2 separate regions of the Arachis hypogaea genome follow, and region 2 is linked to region 1. A link is a contact called in public Hi-C data. All regions are on one chromosome and are shown on one strand. The core of a region is the stretch at or near the end of the contact, and the rest is flanking DNA. Distances in the headings are between cores, read along the strand shown. Region 1 holds the start of LOC112786327 (serine/threonine-protein phosphatase 7 long form homolog). Region 2 has its middle 20 kb from the start of LOC112783160.

What was found. Hi-C and Micro-C count contacts between places; a contact is called where the count stands out from the background.
Region 2: a contact with region 1 is called in a Hi-C map of leaf, with 2.9 times the contacts expected there. The contact joins the enhancer-like site here to the promoter of LOC112786327 in region 1. A contact is called at or near these places in 3 of 8 Hi-C or Micro-C datasets (all in leaf).

What each region holds. Positions count from the first base shown.
Region 1 is chr20:127,690,668-127,694,163 of arahy.Tifrunner.gnm2.J5K5, reverse strand. It overlaps LOC112786327 (serine/threonine-protein phosphatase 7 long form homolog), which reads left to right and starts at 1,745. Exons shown (of 4, transcript XM_025829717.1): 1 at 1,745-1,807; 2 at 2,875-3,496. The coding sequence starts at 1,745.
Region 2 is chr20:127,740,756-127,743,943 of arahy.Tifrunner.gnm2.J5K5, reverse strand. No RefSeq gene overlaps it. Among protein-coding and RNA genes, the nearest start is that of LOC112783160, 20 kb to the left of the region's middle. Within about 2 kb of position 1,548, at least 1 of the 3 cell types and tissues checked has open chromatin away from gene starts, as enhancers often do.

The sequences.
Region 1 (3,496 bases), core at 496-2,995:
CACTGTCCAATGCCTTGGTCTCCTGCGCCAAAAAAATGGGACACCCAATCCTTAGCATGGAACACGCTCGCATCAACATCATTTCCATGAATTCAACGAGCAGAAACGGCTGTTCTGCCCCAATCGTTACAATGCCCCGCCTGTCACCTAAAATCGCAATTGTTTCTGATTTTAGGAACATGAAAGACTCTTCTTTAACACAAAAAACACCAACGGTAACTTACCTGAGCCTCCCCACACCTTACTACTATAGCTCCCCTTTTCCACACCTCTGGCACCCACCACAAACAACGGCGGCGGCGTGGTTCCTCCGGTCTGACATCTAACCCCACCACCGGTGTGTTGTGTCCCACGGGAGCCTACCCCGACCTTTCCCCGACTGATCCATGCCACGGCTTCGTCACAAACATGAAATCCTTCGAACTCAGCGTGGTTATACCCTAATACCTACTCATTACAATCTTCCTACGTAGTGTATATGCCTACTTGTCGACCATGCTGAACAGCGTAATAGGGAAAACGCCCCATTTCCATTACTTTCTTTCCTGCCACTCTGTGGTTGTTAAGTTTTATCTGCGTTGATCTTTCACTCTTTGTCAATGTGTTTCAAAAACCTTTTTAGAGGGACAACAAGTGCCCTCACTGAGCTATCCCTTGGGAATCGATACTCGTATAGCATATAACTATAGCTTCAGGTGGATTGGTTTTCTTTTCCGTGTCCACTACACATTCCACAATCCATAGTGTTGGTGATTATTATTTTATTATATATATAATCTCAAAAAAAAGATAAATCCAATTAGAATAAATAAAAAATGTACCGAATCATATTAACTAAACAAATTAATAAAAATAAGTGGAATTTCTTATTTTAAAGATTTTAAACGATAAATATATAATAATTATTATTATAAATACTTTACAAATTTATAGTTCAAATTAAAATTTAACATATCTTAAAGTTGAAAATATTAAAAATAGTTAGCATTTCTCTTAAGGAAAAATGAATGACTACACTATCCTATAATACAACGTACAACGTCAGTTTTTATTTTAAAAATAATTTTGGTAATCGAAATAAAATAGACAATAGTGTTTTTGTAGAATCAAAAAATTAAATTTAGAAATGATTAACAACTTATATTTTTTATTTTAATAACAAAAACAAAATTAGTTATGTAAAAAATATTCGAATTTTTTATTTTTAATATTAGGATAGATTGTGGGTAATACCCAAAAATGAGACTCGGAGTGTGTTATGCACAGATATGGGTTTGATAATTGGCATATTCAGAAATCGTTAATAACGATTTTAAACAAATTGTGAATAGCATTTTCTATTAGGAGAGAAAGTGTGGAAAGAGAAGCTGGAGGCGTTGGATCAGGTGAGAACGGCTATGATCAATAAACAAAATGAGGGTACCGATTTTATGGCGGATGAGCAGAGAGACCGTGGATAGCAACCGCAAGATGGGTGATCTACGGCTGGAAATTGAAGCATGAAGAAAATAGGTACTTCCGATTTGATGTTGTGTCCACATGGCTCGCATGCGGTGAGCCCCTGTGTGGTCCGTGACTCCTCTCTCCCCAGACGCTCTCACTCATCATTGAGAAGACCAAAACACCAAAACACAAAGTGTGTGTTAACTCTCTGCTCTCTGCTTCGGTTCCTTTTTTCTTAAGTACCATTGTTTCCATATGAAGGTTGCATATTTTGTTGAACTCCAGCTTTATCTTTTTCAAGATGGGGAAGAAAAAAATCCCAATGGATAAACATATTTTGAAATATCTTGATCATCCTTTATATGTAAGTAATTTTTTTTGCCTATAAAATTATTTATAATGTTAACATCAATTATAAATTGCTTAAATGAACTTAGTACTATTATAGAATAAAAGTTAGTTATAATAATAGATTTGAGTGTAATAAGTTAATGTGAACATGATAGTTAATCTAAATAAACCCGTGAGTACTCTGTTTTTAAGAGTTTAGTGGCTTTTTTATTTTTTAATTATTATTATCATTATTGAGATAGTTATTATATATTTACATGATAGTGTTATTATATATTGATAGTGTTATTATGGAGTAAAAGTCAGTTATAATAATAGATTTGAGTGTAATAAGTTAATATGAACATGATAGTTAGTCCAAATAAACACGTGAGTACCCTATTTTTAAGAGTTTAGTGGCTATTTTATTTTTTAATTACTATTATTATTATTATTATTGTTGTTGTTGTTGTTGTTGTTGTTGTTGTTGTTGTTGTTGTTGTTGTTGTTATATGATTACTGATAGTGTTATTATAGACTAAAAGTTAGTTATAATAACTGATTTGAGTGTACAAAGTTAATATGAACATGGTAATTAGTCCAAATAAACATGAGAGTACCCTGTTTTTAAGAGTTTAGTGGCTATTTTATTTTTTTAATTATTATTATTATTATTATTATTATTATTATTATTATTATTATTATTATTATTATTATTGAAATAGTTATATGATTACTGATAGTATTATTATAGACTGAAAGTGAAGTTAGTTATAATAATTGATTTGAGTGTACAAAATTAATATGAACATGGTAGTTAGTCTAAATAAACTTTTAAGGACCCTATTTTTAAGAGTTTAGTGGCTATTTTATTTTTAATTATTATTATTATTATAATTATTACTATTATTGAGATAGTTACAAGTTTACTGATAGTGTTATTAAGTTTTAATAGTTATTGTGATTATGGTTGTTATAATTCATTTTTTAATAGTTTCACTTCCAAGTGCATTTCCATACTTATTAACAATGATATTGTTATTGTTGTTATTATCATTATTATTTTAACAGTTATAATTACGTGAGGATTATTTCTGTCAGGGTTCTAGAGTAATTGAACTGAGACACTTATATGCTCCAGAACTATATGATCGGAGAATAGAACCCTATCTAAGAGCTGCTGGCTTTTACAATGTGTTTCAGATTCGAAAAATTTCAGGACAAACGGTCCTGATAAATGCCTTGATAGAACGGTGGAATCCAGTGACTCATACGTTTCATCTCCCTATAGGTGAATGTACTATCACTTTAGAAGATGTAGCTTTGATATTTGGGATTCAAGGAACTGGGCTACTAGTTACATGGCCAACCAACAGTAATCACGGATCCATGGTGCAAGAATGTCTGATGAACTTTGGAGTTATCCCAACAGCGAGTGAATGCAGAGGTAGCTTTATCAAACTAACATGGTTGCGTAATGTTAAGTATGGAATAATTTTGATTACTCATGAGGCTATGGAGCATTATACCAGGTGCCACATTATGTCGTTGTTTGGTACCACGTTATTTGCTGACAAATCCGGTGCAGGGATGCATTGGAAATTTCTACCCTTGCTCCGTGATATTCCTAGAATCAGGACATATAGTTGGGGATCAGCTTGTCTTGCCCACTTGTGTAGGTCTCTGTGTTGGGCCACGCAATATGATTACAAAGATTTAGATG
Region 2 (3,188 bases), core at 299-2,798, 50 kb before region 1:
CATCAAAGCATAAGCAATGGTGGATTTCTTGGTTGAGGTGATGGGCAATGCTCCCGAAGTACTGAGCACACGGTGGAAGCTCCATCTGGATGGAATCTCAAGTCAAGTGTTCGGAGGAGCCGAGATCATATTTGAGAACTCGAAAGACGTGACTTACGAGCAGTATATTAAATTCAAGTTCCTGGTCTCTAATAACCAAGCTGAATACGAAGCTATGATAGGAGGCCTATTGCTAGCCAAATAGGTTAAGGCGTCGAAGCTTGAGGTCAACAGTGATTTATAAGTCGTGACGGCCCAGGTGAACGGCACATACCAATCCCGGGTCCCATTGATGCAGAGATATTTGGAAAGGACCAAGTAGTTGTGCAAAGACTTTGAAGAGGTCGTCATCCAGCATATGCCCGGGGAAAGGAATGCCAGAGCAGATCTTGTCAAAATTGGCGAGCACCAAGCCTGGGACAGGAAACTGGTCTTTTATCCAAGGCCTGATAAGGGAACCGTCAGTAACCCTTTGCTTGGTTCAAGTTCAAGAGGAAAATCTCTCTTGGATTGATCTGATCCAGTGTTTTATTGAGGAAGGACATTTGCCAAGGAACGAGGAAGAAGCCAAGGTTGTAAGAAGGGATGCTACCAAATACACAGTGGTGCAAAGGCAGCTATACAAAAGAGAACTCAACCAACCCTTGCTGAAGTGCTTGCGGCCCGATAAGATGGAGTATGTCCTGAGAGAAGTGCATGAGGGTGTTGCGGACACCACATTGGAGGGTAATCCTTAGCCTGGAAGCTCGTTAGAGCTGGTTACTATTGGCCCTCCATGATGACCGATTCCAATGAGTTTATTAAGAAGTGTCATACGTGCCAAGAAAATGGAAGTTTTCATAAGGCACAGGCAGAAGAGCTAAGCTCCATCCTGGCCTCACGGCTTTTCTACCAATGGGTAGTCGACCTGCTGGGCCCCTTCCCGACGGCCCTAAGACAAGTTAAATATCTAATTGTGGCCATAGATTATTATACCAAGTTAGTGGAAGTGGATCCCTTAGCAAGAATATCATCTTCAAATTGCTAAAAATTCCTATATATGGAGACAGTTGATCGCGAGATTTGGAATTCCCGAGGTCGTGGTGTCAGATAACGGAATGCAGTTTTTCAAAAAAAGTTCAGAGAGTTCCTGTCAGGCATTAAAATTAAACAAAAGTTTTCCTCCGTAGAATACTCCAGAGTAATGGACAAGCTGAAGCAGCGAACAAGGTCATTCTGAATGGGCTGAAGAAGTGCTTAGATCAGAGGAAGGGCTCCTGGGCAGACGAGTTAGCTTCGGTCTTGTGGTCCTATAGAACAACACCACAATATTCTACTGGGGAGACGCCCTTCTAGCTTACCTACGGTGTAGATGCGGTAGAAATAGGGAAACTAATCCCAAGACTGCTCCTCGGGAGAAGTGACGAAACAGCCGAGAAGGACCTGATAGACGAGACCAGGGAGATGGCCCACTTGTTGGAAGCGGCGCTGAAGTAGAGGTTAGCACTGCGCTACAACTGCAAAGTCCAATGCAGAAGGTTTGAGGAAGGCGACCTGGTGCTGCGATGCAATGAGTCGGTCCACGGACCCCTGGAGAAGGGAAAGTCTCCCCTAATTGGGAGGGTCCCTACAAAGTGAGAGAAGTACTAGGCAAAGGGGCTTACAAGTTGGAGTGGTTAGATGAGAAGGAGGTATCGAGGACCTGGAATGTGACAAACCTTAGGAGATTTTACTCCTAGTGGTCTGACGACCTCCCATCTACATGGTTATCTTTTTCATTCTCATAAGTTCATTTAAATATCTCCATTTTTATTTAGCTTGTTTTACTTTTTGCATGTCTAATTATACTGTCATGATTTAGTAAAAGAAAGGGTACTCTTTCCCCTTGCTATCAAAATGGGATGGCGGCAAGGGGTTTTAATGAGACCCATTTTGGAAACATTCGTGTTCTGTTGAGATTTATCAAATCGGCTTCTCAGGATTGATCACCCCGGGAGCCTCTATGCGCAAACACACGGATATCCATGATAACACGGCTAAACGGCCAAGCAAAGGAATAATATAGTAGTAAGCGATTATTACTAGATTTCTTAAGCATACAAAATTCACGTTATAAAACCTGAAAATCAGAAATTCAAAAGGGCATCATACCGGCCTAACAAGAAAGATGTTCAAGAATACAAGGGCATCAGATCAGCCCAATAACAAAAGAGGATTAAAAATTACAAAGTTCAGCAACATGCATGTCATTTCCTGGCAGATCGACGATGTTGCCATCTTGAATCATCTTAAAGGCACCAACAGCGGAAGTGTCGAAGTCGGGAGCGCGTCCGCCGCAATGGCATCTCGGACGTCTTTAATGATCTTCTTGTTTTTATTCTTCATATTAGTAGCCTCCTACCACGCAGAGTTCGCTGATTTTGCAGCCTCCGCTAGCTTTGCCTCCAGCTCCTTCACTTTGGCCTCCACTGCAGTAGCCCGGCCTTGAGCATCATTAAGTTGCTTCGAGAGGGAGAGGTCCCGGTCAATGAGGCGACTGATCTCTTCGCCAACCTCTTTCACTTTCTTCTCTTCTCTAGCAAGCCGGGTCCTCAGGGACTCCCCCTCAGTTTTCATGCTAGCAATATCCCTTTGAGCAACTCTATGTTTCCCCTCCAGAACCTAGCACTGAGCCAAGACTAGCACCACTTTTCTGGCAATGACGGCATCCCAGAGGAGGCTCCGGTATGTCCACTTCACTTGAGTAGCCAAATCCTCATTCCAGAAGAAATCCTCAGTGCCCGGCAAGAGTTGAGAGTCAATGAAAAACCCGGCGTCAAAATTCTTCTCCATCACAGTGAGTGTAACACCCTACCACACAGAGCTTTACACCTAGGATGTAAAACAGAGGTGGCGAGGTGCTACAACCTCTAAAAAAAATATATTTATATATTATAGCAAGGATATTCTTATCTAGGAGCCTTTAAAGAAATGGGTAAAACAAAAGTCGGTAAAACGAAAAGCGCAATGCTCACGAAGCAATAAGGTAAACGAAACAAGATAGATCAAGCTAACAAGATTATATTTTAAGAGTTCCAAAATACAGATAACAAAACTCAAGACTCAGCTCGCGAAGATAAATCGGCCCAAGCACATAAGTATATCTATACATATACATATATAGGAAACCC